4 separate regions of the Mus musculus genome follow, and all the other regions are linked to region 3. Evidence: chromatin contacts called from public Hi-C and promoter capture Hi-C data. All regions are on one chromosome and are shown on one strand. Each heading gives the region's core, a stretch centred on a gene start, on an enhancer-like site or on the middle of the called end of the contact. The rest is flanking DNA. Distances are from core to core; before and after follow the strand shown.

Region 1 (2,784 bases), core at 66-2,565, 640 kb before region 3:
CATTTAGCTGGTAACTTCCAAAAGGCTGCAATTGCATGTTACATACATATGTTTAAATTTTTAAAATTAAAAAAAAAGTGTTTTTTTCCCCTAGATTCATGTTTTGTTTAGATAGAAATTCAGTGTCCTAGCTTGATGGAGCAGTGCAGGGCCTTTTCTCTTCTGGGGTCCCACCTTGAGCAAAGCTTTACTGGTTCCCACCCAACCCTGGCTTAACCTGGTGTCCTCTCTGTCTCCTTGTTTCGCTCACAGATTGTCCTCTAGTTTCAAATGCCTGTCAGTGAGCTGAGATGACAGATTTGCCTGTGCTGGTGTGCCGAGGCAGTATGTAGTTGAGCTCAAGCGTCCTGGAACCAGCTCCCGTGGCACTGCTGTGCCCTGTGGTGACTTTGAGGGCAGGAGTTGAGGTGAACGTGAATCCAGGGGAACGGGAGAGCAGAGTGGTCTACGTGACTCCCAGCATCTCACTGGGCAAGGACAGCACTATCCTGCATCTTATTTTTTTTTTTTTCCAATTTTTGGGTGTAGACTTCTGAGCCACTCTGGAGACAATAGAACCATCCCCAGTGATGTCCAAAGTGACATGCCCTTGCTCATCTCAGCCCCAGACGGTGAGCGACAGTGAACTTTCGGTGCCTAGCAGCACTTTGTCATATAGAGTGGGTTATTAATACTACCCCGGAGCCTTGGCAAACACCATCCTCCACCACATTCCACATTATACTTTTTCGTAAACATCTTATCTCATCCAACCCAACATAGCTCCTAATTCTTTATATAACCATGAAACTCAACACTCCACCTTCGTTGGATGGGTCCTTCTCAAACTTGCTCTATATTACAACAACATTAATTGCTATTTTATGCTCATCCACAGACAGACATCTTCACAACTTCTTGGTAACTTACAAGTGCACTGGTTGACAGCATCCTCAATTAGCAGAGTCATTTCCATATCCTGGACATATACATTGATCAGAAAAGATGACAATTTATTTTTAGACAGACGCAGCCTGCATAATTTAAATATATTTCCCATTTGGCAAAAATGGTGTTGTAGCTAATGTATGTTCAATATTTCCAAAAACATTGGTACTTTCCCATAAATATCTTCCATATTTTTTTTCAGTGAGTAATAAAAAAGGTTGAGGTGGGATGTGTTTTAGCCCACCACATTATATCACTCCTATTTTTCCTCTTTGTTGGATGGCAATCAGGGGCCCCGATGCCAAGCTTTGGAAGCAACAGCATCTGGCTCCTTGGCAGAACCCGCAGGCAGACTTGTTGCCAGCCTCTAAGCTGTGTCTGGGTCTGTTGCAGGGTTTGGCTGCAGATGGGCGCTCTGGGTTGCCTCGTGCTTCTGGAAGCCAGTCCTGGCGTTCCTTTTATTCTGAGGACTTTACTCATTTTTATTCATTTGTGAAGAAGGGCCCATCCAAATGTTTTATGAAACCAACACAGGAGAACATTAATGGATCAAGTTTTGCCTTTGAAGAGGCAGAGGTCAGTGTGCGTTTAGGCAGGAGACACCACACGCTGAAGACAAGTCCACGCGTGGGCGAGCATCGTCCCTTGAGCTTCTTTCGATTCCACAGAGCTCTGAAGGAGGATGGATTTGTATTCCTGTCCCTCCCTCCTTCCCTCCCTCCCTCCCTCCCTCCCTCGATCCCTCCCTCCCTTAGGATGGGGCTGCGTGCTTACTGGAAAAACAGAACCGGGGAGCTCAGCCATCCTCAGATGGAGAAAGCCTCCTGTTTCTTTTGTGGTTTTAATGGAACCAGACCCCGAGGACACAAGGACCATGGCGGAGGTCCTCTGTGCTCTGCTCTCTTCTACTGTGTTATTGTTCACCTGAGTATGGAACTACACTATGACAAGAAAAAACGGTGCACATTAAGTCTTAATTTAGTCTGAGCTAAGCACATACATGGAAGATGGAGCACTCTACTAGCTTTTGCCAAGACTGTGGCCTCTAGGGCAAGAGTTTCCGGGTTTCTTAGAATTTTGAAATGCTCTCTCCAGCTTGATGGTGCAGTCCTGTGATACCAGGAATTGGGGAGCAGACGAATGTTAGGGAGTTCAAGGCCACCCCGGGCAACATAGCACACTAGATTCCATCTCATAAAAACAACAAAACCCAAAGACACCCAAATCATAGCACCCCACCAACAAAAGAAAGAAACACTCCTAGTACCATCCATGCTACTTATCACCCAGATCCACTAAAACCAAACCAAAATAAAACAAAAAAATCCAACAAACAACAACAGCAACAAAAACCTCCAAGTCTGCTTGAGGCAGAATTAAGAGCACTAGCTGCTCTTGCAGAGGACCTGGGGTCAATTCCCAGTGTGTACAAGGTGGCTCACAACCATCTGTAACTCCAGTCCCAGAGCATCTGATGCATTCTTTTGGCCTCTGTGAGCACATGGTACACAGATATGCATGCAAACAAATCACCATACCCATAAAATGAAGGAAAAAAAGCAACAAATCTCTGATTTGCACATACACAATACCACTATTTTAATTAACATATATTTTACTCTTGTTCTGAAGATGTAAACATTTTGTGGTGTCTCCTGAGTGTGTTCCTCTCATTGACTTTTTTATCGGTAGCTTATGATTGAATACCTGCTATTTTGTCAAACACCAAGTCCTGCTCTCGTGGTGTTTATTTTCTATTAGAGGAAGGATGCTATGAAATTGACTCCCGAGATCACTGTAGACGGAAAGAGTGCTATTAGGAAAATAAAACTGTAACATGCAGAACATTGTAGTGGA
Region 2 (2,979 bases), core at 289-2,788, 580 kb before region 3:
TTGTTTCCTGTAGTTTGTTCTATAATTTTGGAGTAGGGGGCTATGGTAGCTCATATTAAAGGAAGGACACAGTATTCCAAAACCAACAATTGAGGGAAATCTTTTGATAGAAATCTCAGTAGACATTCACGTTTCATCTCATTTGATTCAGCACAACCAACAGAGCTCAGTGGAAATGGGCTGCTTTGATCATTCCAAAGACCATATGCCAAATTAATGCCCAGCAGAAAAATGAGACTAAAGACAATGAAAAACCCCACATACAAATCATGCTCTTGAGCTCACTTTCCAGAGAGCATCTCCTAAAAGATGAACCATCACCAGCTTCCAGCCTATCAAAGAACAAATGCAAGGAGCATGCACAAAGGGGTGCAGGGCAGAGCTTGAGCACATTTAAAGGTGCCTAACCTATGAGCGAGAGTCTGGTGTCAGCCTGTCAACTGCAGGTACTTGTTCAAAATCATCGTTTGATGATCTGGGGGAATCGTTCAGTTGGTAAAGCACTTGCTGCCCACAAACATGGGGCCCTGTGTTGGATTTCCAAGCACGCACGTAAAAAGCTGTGTGTGGTAGCCATACGTCCAAACCCAACATTGGGAAGATAAAGGCAGGCAAATCCCTGGAGTTCCCTGGCCAGACAGCCCAGTCAAGTCAGAAAGCTAACATTCCCCCTGAGACACCCGGTTTCAAAGACAACTCTGAAGGAACAACACCCAAGGTTGGATTCAGGGAAAGAGGAGTTGAAGAGCTGCCAAGAAATCACAGTATGTGGCAGAGGATCTGAAGACCCAAGGCAAAAGGGTCCCCAAGGGGAGGGTGATCACTGGTGGCAAATATAAAAGAAGACCAGCAAGTATGGACACCCTGGAAAACAGAAGGCAATTAGACAGGTGTTCCACCTCTGGTTATTCTAAAGTGACCAGTGCTGTCCTGTACGGGCAGTGATCAGCCAGCTGTACTGTCCTTAGGCAAGGCCTACTGTTACACTTCATTGTCATATTCATGTTTGCAAAGTGTTACCATCTGAGAGTCTAGCTCATTACTGTGCATGCTGTGCTTTCATAGTTGTACATGTCCGTGGTCTGATTTATAGGAAGAGAGGTTCTAACACAGTTGCCGTCTGCAAGATGACAAGATGGAAAATTTCAAAATCCAAAATGAATTTGCCGATTGATAAATATCCGTGTGTGTGTGTGTGTGTGTGTGTGTGTGTGTGTGTGTGTGTGTGTGTACTTATTTTTATGTCAGGGTTTGTGTGCATGCATATTCATGCAAAGGTCAGATGTCAATCTCAAAAGTTATTTCTTAGTAGCTGCCTTCTTTGTTTTGTGAGACAGGGTGTCTCACTAGGATCTGAGGCTTGGGCTGGAAGATCCACAAACGCATCCAGGGCTGCTTGGCTCTAAATGTGGCCCTTTCCAGTCCTCCCTACGGCTGGAAAGTACCCCTGGCATTTAATGGGGAGCAGAGGGAGGAGGAGGCGGCGAGAGGTGCAAGAGCCGAAACTGTTCCACGGGAACACAGATGGATGCTCGCTCTGGCAAAATGCAAGCTGCACTACACTCCTGAGAAACAGTCTTGAGCCCCTTGCTTCCACTGGGGGTGAGGCTCCGACATAGTCACAAGGCAGCTCCTCACCCCACCCCAGACATCTGTCTTGCCTCCTCCTTTAGTGTTCTGCTGACCCGTTATGCCAGTTGCTGCCAAAGGACTCCTGACATCCACCCAGAAGCCTGGCAACTGTCACCTTCTGCCTCTCTTTTTCTTTTATGTACCCGAGTGCTTGGGCTCTGCTGTTCTGTGCACCTACAATTCTTCGGGCCTTGCTTCTATGTCAGGGACAAGGCTGGTCCTCTGCAGACACCTCTGCCACCTTCTCTTTGTCCTGGTGGGCTTTCTCCTCAGAAAAGCTCCCTTTACAATATACCTGTCACCTAGTCCTGAGCATTTGCATGACAAATCCTGCCTACTGGTTGTCATTGTGACCTTCCTTCCATTCGGAATGCTCTCCCTATGGTTCCCCACTCCACAGCTTATTCCATTGATGGTGTTGTCTGTTGTGTTTTCTCCTTCAGTATTTTGGACACAAGGTCTCACCACCCCAAGGCTGGTTCTTAACTACAGTTGTCCTGATTCGACCCCCACCCACCAGCTGGCATCACAGACACCTAACCAGCAGAGCAGGCATGCGCTGGCTCCATTGCACTTCCTATGTTCTTGTTCCCACACAGACCCTGCTTTGTTGTGATGGAGGCCCAAGTCAGCCATGGTGAACAGGAGATGTGTCCTGGTGGGGCTGTCAGTGCCATGTCCAAGGATGGAGTCTGGTGGAGGGAGCACTATCAGTATAAAAGCTGTACTGGGGAGGGAAGGAAGAGCCAAAAGCAGGGTGATGACGGTTGAGGGGTACTGAGCTTTTGGACTTTTTGATACCATGTTTTGATGCTAAACATCTCACCAATGCTGTCCACACTTCTAGACGCCATCACCTATCATATCTGAATTCATCACTGGGCATGAAAAGGCTATGCCTTCATGCTGCCAAGCTGAACATGGGCCTCAGTTTACAACAATGGCCCCTGATGACTGCGTTAGAACCTCAGAGGGGCTTTATAGTGATGGGCATCCAGAGTCTATCAGTTGGCCTGTGTGTAGGCTTGTCCTCCTCAGGACTAACACACAATCAAGACTGAGCACCGTTCGACAAGCAGCAGCTGCCCATGCTTGCCTGGTTTCCCCATCTCTCACCCTGTGAAACTACCAAAGCCAAAAAGCACCATCCAAATCCAGAAGGGAAAAGCGTGGTCCTGACAGAGATACTGCAGTATATAATCCCAGTGCTCAGATTCTGAGGCAGGAGGATTTGACAAAAGCTTGAGGTCAGCCTGGGCTACACAGTAAGTTCTGGACTAGCCTGGGCTACAATGTGATATCTTGTTTCAAAAACAACACCCACCACACACACACACACCATACAGA
Region 3 (2,867 bases), core at 293-2,792:
AGGAAGGAGAAAGTTTCATTTGATAACAACACCTTAGACATAAATTCTACAGGGAAAAAAAAAGGCAGCACACTTATGTTGCCAGGTTGCAGTAGAGAAGAGGGAAGCCGTTTCTAAGGGCATTACTAGGTGAAGACGGAGCTGATGTCGTTCACATCTTTAATGCCAGTTTTCCTAAAACAGCATATGGGTGTAGGATGCAAGGTAAAACATTCAGCTCCTTAATAAAGAACTGATGTTAGCTTCTCTTCATTCTGAATGTGCCTGCCTAGCTGCTCTGCTTTTCTAAGAACTACACAGGCTGGAGACACTATCATTTTCCCCGCTTTATTGATCTCTGACTGCCAATGTTATTTTGACAACAGAGGATATTCATTTTTCACCCTTTTTTCTCAGTTACCTTTAGGCAAAACCTGCTTTGAGACATGAAAATATTGCAGTACTGTAGGACAAAGACCTGGGAGGTTTTCATAGACTTGATGAGAGAGAAGACGGGTTTGCAAGATTCTGTTTAAGAGTTAGAAGAGACTAAATGACAACTTTAAATCTGCCACAATCATTTACTAATGTGCCGCTATATCAAATAAGTCTGATTTTTTGACAGCACCAAATTAGATTTATTGCAGAAACTGCTGCATAAATAGCATATGGCTATGTTATACCACCTATTTCAAATCCTGGTAATGTTTCCCCCTCCCCCCTCCAAAATGAATAATTTGAGCCAAGCTATAAACCTTCTGGAAAAATAAAAAGGAGAAAGGAAGATACAAGTTTGAAAACAGACGTAGGAGACCTGAATCTTGTTGTCAAAGGCATAGCATTTGAATAAATGTGCTGACCTATCTGGAATTATGGCTCTTCAATGCACAATTAAATTTAACAGGTTGGCTTCTCATTTTTGCACAGTAATTTGATTTTTGTTTTAAGGTTTGGGCTCTAAATTATGCTTAGATTTTGTTGTTTAGTCCACAATTACATGGAGCAAAAAGGACGAGCAAGTGGCTGTAAGTCAACCATAGCTTGAATTAGGTTATTAAGAATTATTAAGGAGAAACATACATATCACCTGGTTGCTTTTAGTTTTCATTTGTGAGAAATCATACCAGGAAGTCTTTTCTAATTTTATGTATAGTCCTGATGCTGCAAACTGTGGATAAAATATAGAGCGATCACTTGGCGTGCTACAGTGGAGAAGAGAACGGCAGAGCCACACATGCTGCAAAAATCAAAGTTCCACAGAAGCTGACATTGAAAACTCATGCAACGAATTCAGAGATGGGCAGTACCTCCATTCCCAGTCTCTCTCCAACACCCAACCCCACCCCCAAGTTTGAGACACTCCAACTCAATTCTCCCTTTTGAACAAAAGTTTCAGTGCGTCCATCGATGGGAAAGGCATTGCAAGGTCTTCCCGCAGACCAATGGGCACACCGCTGCACACACCGTGGCACTGAGCTACCCCGCAGGCTCCCTCTCTGTGGTCAGTCTTCCCAGCTGCCCTATCTGTTACTGTCTGATTAGTTCTGCTAAGGAGCCCCTCCCCTGCCAGCTTTCAGTGCCATCTGTTCCACACAAGATGGCTGCTGCCCAGCAACCTAACACTGCCCTCCTACCTGGCACCCGGCTACCATCCTTACCCCAAAGTGCTAACACAGGTTCTCGCTGCTGGCAGAGTCAGGGTTTCATTACTACTACTTTGACAAGTGCAGGGTTGTTTGTAATTTCTCTTTTATCCTGATTTTGATTGTACAACCACCTCCCACTGATTCAGTTTGCTTCAGTTTTGTTGCTCACAGATTTCACTCTCCACATTAATCTCCCTCTGGCATGTTACTGCATCTGTTCCCTTTTTTATTATTAATTTTCAAATTCCCACCATTTTTGACAAAAAGGAGGTAATCTACACTCTGTTTCTGCCCATTTCATTTTCTTTAATTTGGAAGATAAGTATGAAAGCATGCCAAAGAAGTTAATTCTCCGTTAACAGTTTGTTTTCTGGCATCCCTAAGCCTTTGTATATGAAAGACAGATAGGATAAATGTTGACAAAATCACAGCAACAGAGTCGGACCATTCCTGACTCTAATGGAAAGCAAGCACATAAAGCAACATCTAAGATGTTTTTAGTGCTAGGAGTCGTCTCCAGCACCGTGACTCCCTCTACTTTTACAGATAATTTTTTTGTGAAAGTCAGCCTGGGTGCAGGATCAAAATTTGGGTTCCTCTATAGTTCTGACATGGGCTTTCTTTTTGTTGTAGATGGATTTCATTGTTCCTTAATAGGATTATCATCCTTTCTCGGCTGAAACATTGCTGACCAATTCAACCACTAAGGATTCTGAATAGATGTCTTCTTTCAGGGAGAGAAAGAACCCAAGTGCCAGCAGTGCTCACAGGAGAACTTAAGGAGCCCTGGGCTGCAACGCTGCTGCCATTAGCAAAGGACAATATCAGGAAGGAAAGGATGGCTTTCCCTCTAAAGACAAAGACTAAAGTTAGAAAAGAGGGAGTACTCTCTGTAGCCTTAATTTGTCAACGCTATAACCTTGCCAACAAGGGCTACCTAGAGTAATGGATCATGCCCTCAACTAGCCTCAAGTTTTCTAGACTGAACATTGTGACGGCTGATTACCATCATCATCATCTTTTTATATGAATTCGTTTTAAAGCATTGAAGTCTCTGAACAAGCAGAAGCATAGAAGCACAGCCCCTCTCTCTAATTTACAGAACTTTGTGTTAACATGATTTTACATATCCATGCATCCTCATCAAGACTCAGATATGATTTCTAGAAAATGAAGGGCAGTTGACAGAACAAGGATGTGTCTAAATCAAGGAGAGCCAGCCTGCTGAAGCAAACTGAGTCA
Region 4 (3,158 bases), core at 583-3,082, 680 kb before region 3:
CTCCAGCCTTCTTCCCAGCATCTTGACACACTGTCTTGGGGAGAATGTTTTCAAATCAATCCAGCACATGAACAAACCTATGTGAAACCTAAGCAATTTGTTGCTCAACTTTACAGCAAGGTTTACCTCTCAACCATCGAGTATGCACATCTTAGGATCTGAGGTTGGAAGGGAAGGATCTATCTGGGACAGGGGAAATGTCTTGCTGTGTAGGCCCAGATGGCTGAGAGATCAGGCAGCCCCACATGGACACGGAGAAGTGAAAAGTGACCATAGGCTACCAGGTGTATTCTCTCTCTCTCTCTCTCTCTCTCTCTCACACACACACACACACAGAGGATAAACAGAGGATACACAGAGAGAGAGGGAGGGAGGGAGGGAGGGAGAGGGAGAGGGAGAGGGAGAGGGAGAGGGAGAGAGAGAGAGAGAGGAAGGATAATCTTTTTATTAGCTTCCAATTCCCAAGGTTCTTTATTTTCATTTTTACTTATTTACTTTACATTTCAATCACTGCCCCCCCTCCCCCCGCCCTGTCACCCTTCCACAATCCTTTCCTCTCCCCCAGCCCCTGGGCATCCCACCCCACATCCTGGCACATCAAGTCTCCTCAGGGCTAGGTGCAATCTCTTCCACTGAGGCCAGACAAGGCAGCCCAGCTAAAACATCTCCCACATACAGGCAACAGCTTTTGGGAATCTCCCCATGGTGGGGTGGTTCAGGATCAGGTGTGGGGAGGGACAGGAGGGAATCCTGAGATTCTTGAAGGTAGAAACACACTTTAACTCCACGTGAGCCGAGTATTCATTGCATATGCAGTTCTTGATCAACACCACCACGGCTGGTGAGAAGGACTTTTCAGAAAACGTCCACCCCTAACCAGCTCCCACATCTGTCTTCCGTGGCTCCTCTGAGTTCTCAGCCTGTCGTCCATGTATCTGATATCAGAGCTTTCTTCTTATTTTCCTGTTCAGCCTCTGACTTTTTGCATATCTATGAATTTTATTTTATTGCATATGTTTTTGCAATCCTCTTGTGTAATGAGGCCACGTGAGGTGCTCACAGCAGCGGGAACAGCACAAGCAACTTTCCTGGCTGTATTTCAAGTCCTCTCTAAAGAGCATGTGCAACAGTGTATCCAATCACTTCCTGCCCAGTGGCTGTGAATGGTCTCTTCCCAGTTCCCATCTTTGTAACATGATGTCAAAATAAGGGATGGTCTAGATGACAGTGTGGTAGTAACTTGCCCTTGAAGGTCCCTGTATCCAGGACATATTTTCTACACTTAATACCTTTGGAAATTTCTGCTCAAGTCCTCTGACAATGAATTGAACTTGAATTCTGCAAATGCATTTGAGCTTTGACATTCTCAGTATTTGTAAATTAAAGTTGAAAAAAGATTGCCCCTCCCAAGAGAGGGACACATCAATTCAGTGGAAAACTGGGGCACAGACACATTAGGAGACCTGGACCCAGAATCCCTGGAGCAGAAAACAGGTAAATCAGAGCCCAGTTTGTGCCCAGTGTTGGCCATGCTGCCCTGTCACTGGGGTTGGGAGGCAGCTGAAGCCAGGTGGGCGAGGAGCAGAGCGGCTGTGCGCTCTCTGAGGTAGCCAGATGGCAGGGAGCAGCCTGCTGGGCATGGTAATGGCCAACCGAGGCATGGACACTTTTTGCTGGAATTTGCTTTCTGTTATCAGGGCGCCAGGTGACATGGGTCATCTTCCGCTTCAAGCCAAGTTACAGGACAACAGGAGAAATTACCACCTGGCCGAGACACCTCGGTGAACAGCTCGCACGCGGCTTAGCCGCGAGTTCGTCCTCCCGGAACAAAACTCGGGCTTGTCTGATTCTAAAGGGCTCCTACTGTCCAGACCTGGGCAGGCCTTCAAGGGCTGAACCTGAAGCCTGAGCTTTGCAGCTGACCCCGAGGGCTCTCTTGCTTGCTCTGCAGACTCCATCCCAGCCCACTCGGCTCTCTGCCCACTCCCCACCCACCCATTGTCTTGTGTGCAGCTTACTTACGCAGAAGGCTGGTAGTGATGGATTTTGCAGGCACTGAACAAAGAGACTTTATCAAGAAGTCATTTTATTTTGGAAAAAAAAAGAAAAGAGAAAGTAGGATGTTGTGTTGGAGGGAGGCAATAATAACCTCACCGCAAGCACTGGCAAGCTGTTCCATACAGTGCCCTCTGTGGCTGTAAGATCTGCCATTCGGCTAAATGGCCCTCTTCAAGATTAAAGACACCTCCCCCCCCCACTCCCACCCCCACCCCCATCCCTAACCACCACTTCTCCAGGGCCCTGTACCTTCTAGGCAAATGGCAGTTGCTACACAGCAAAAATCACAAAACTGAAGAGGACCCGTCTGGTAAGGTATGCTTCCTCCTTCTCCTTAGGGACAGAAGGCCCAGTGTAAGTGGCAGGTGTTTCTGATGGGATTCTCCACCCACACATTTTATTAACACATATTAACACTTGTATATATCTGGGGGCAAACCACTGCAGAATTAAAAAATGAGCAGGTCCCTGGCAGGGCAACTTGGAATCTCATTTGTATTGAACTCCAAGTTGGAGGCAACAAAGTTTCAACAATGAAGGGTGAGAGATTTGACTCTGGGCAAAAGTCTCCTTCTTTACCTTCTGGGATCAGTTCTTTGTCACTCACAACCTCAGCTTCAGCCACCAGGACGATCCCCTGGGTGTCACAGAGTCAAGGAGCATTGCCAAGGCTTGAAGGAATGGACCCTGAAGGTAAGTATCAGGATAGAAGGAGTCTTCCCTGGAGGACCAGAGTGCCTGGGGCAGCCATATGTAAACCAGGAATGAAGTGAGTACTCATTCCTCATTGTCTTCTGGGTGTGCCTCACAGAGAAGAAAGCAGAGCTCTAACACCAGGGAGGGTCCCTGATTGAGAGACATGGGCAGGGCAGCTCTACACACAAACAAATGGATGAGTGTGAAAGAAGGCCAGCTGAGAGCTAGGGCTGGACGGCTCTGGGGTACAGTCTAGATCCTTGCCCTGGGCCTATCAGTGGTTACCTAAAGAAGTCTGGGCAGGCTGCGGTGGGCAGAGGAAGGCCCTCAGGTGAGAGAGGAGAGGGGGCTAAGTCAGATTTATGCTTCTTCTCCTAGCCTTTTTGCCTCTTCTATTGCCGATG

What was found. Promoter capture Hi-C pulls out the DNA fragments that hold promoters and counts their contacts. A called contact is a pair of places that touch in the nucleus more often than the background predicts.
Region 1: a promoter capture Hi-C map of hippocampal neurons shows a contact between it and region 3, with 9 times the contacts expected there. The contact joins two enhancer-like sites. A contact is called at or near these places in 1 of 39 promoter capture datasets (hippocampal neurons) and 5 of 484 Hi-C or Micro-C datasets (cerebellar granule neurons, cerebral cortex, cortical neurons and 1 more).
Region 2: a promoter capture Hi-C map of hippocampal neurons shows a contact between it and region 3, with 5 times the contacts expected there. The contact joins two enhancer-like sites. A contact is called at or near these places in 2 of 39 promoter capture datasets (cranial neural crest and hippocampal neurons) and 1 of 484 Hi-C or Micro-C datasets (ventral hippocampal neurons).
Region 4: a contact with region 3 is called in a Hi-C map of cerebellum, with 2.7 times the contacts expected there. The contact joins two enhancer-like sites. A contact is called at or near these places in 2 of 39 promoter capture datasets (cranial neural crest and pre-B cells) and 3 of 484 Hi-C or Micro-C datasets (brain and cerebellum).

The regions. Positions count from the first base shown.
Region 1 is chr1:177,572,047-177,574,830 of GRCm38.p6, reverse strand. The region is part of intron 2 of Gm30013 (a long non-coding RNA gene); the gene reads right to left. Among named protein-coding and RNA genes, the nearest start is that of Gm51282, 6.1 kb to the left of the region's middle. Within about 2 kb of position 1,315, at least 26 of the 459 cell types and tissues checked have an H3K27ac peak or open chromatin away from gene starts, as enhancers often do. A contact at or near this core is called in cerebellar granule neurons, cortical neurons and hippocampal neurons, where this site is marked.
Region 2 is chr1:177,508,585-177,511,563 of GRCm38.p6, reverse strand. No RefSeq gene overlaps it. Among named protein-coding and RNA genes, the nearest start is that of Gm30013, 46 kb to the left of the region's middle. Within about 2 kb of position 1,538, at least 11 of the 459 cell types and tissues checked have an H3K27ac peak or open chromatin away from gene starts, as enhancers often do. A contact at or near this core is called in hippocampal neurons, where this site is marked.
Region 3 is chr1:176,928,601-176,931,467 of GRCm38.p6, reverse strand. All of the region lies in intron 13 of Sdccag8 (serologically defined colon cancer antigen 8), which reads right to left. The region is part of intron 3 of Gm15423 (a long non-coding RNA gene); the gene reads left to right. Among named protein-coding and RNA genes, the nearest start is that of Gm15423, 11 kb to the left of the region's middle. Within about 2 kb of position 1,542, at least 17 of the 459 cell types and tissues checked have an H3K27ac peak or open chromatin away from gene starts, as enhancers often do. A contact at or near this core is called in cerebellar granule neurons, cerebellum, cortical neurons and 1 more, where this site is marked.
Region 4 is chr1:177,607,410-177,610,567 of GRCm38.p6, reverse strand. No RefSeq gene overlaps it. Among named protein-coding and RNA genes, the nearest start is that of Gm51282, 29 kb to the right of the region's middle. Within about 2 kb of position 1,832, at least 11 of the 459 cell types and tissues checked have an H3K27ac peak or open chromatin away from gene starts, as enhancers often do. A contact at or near this core is called in cerebellum, where this site is marked.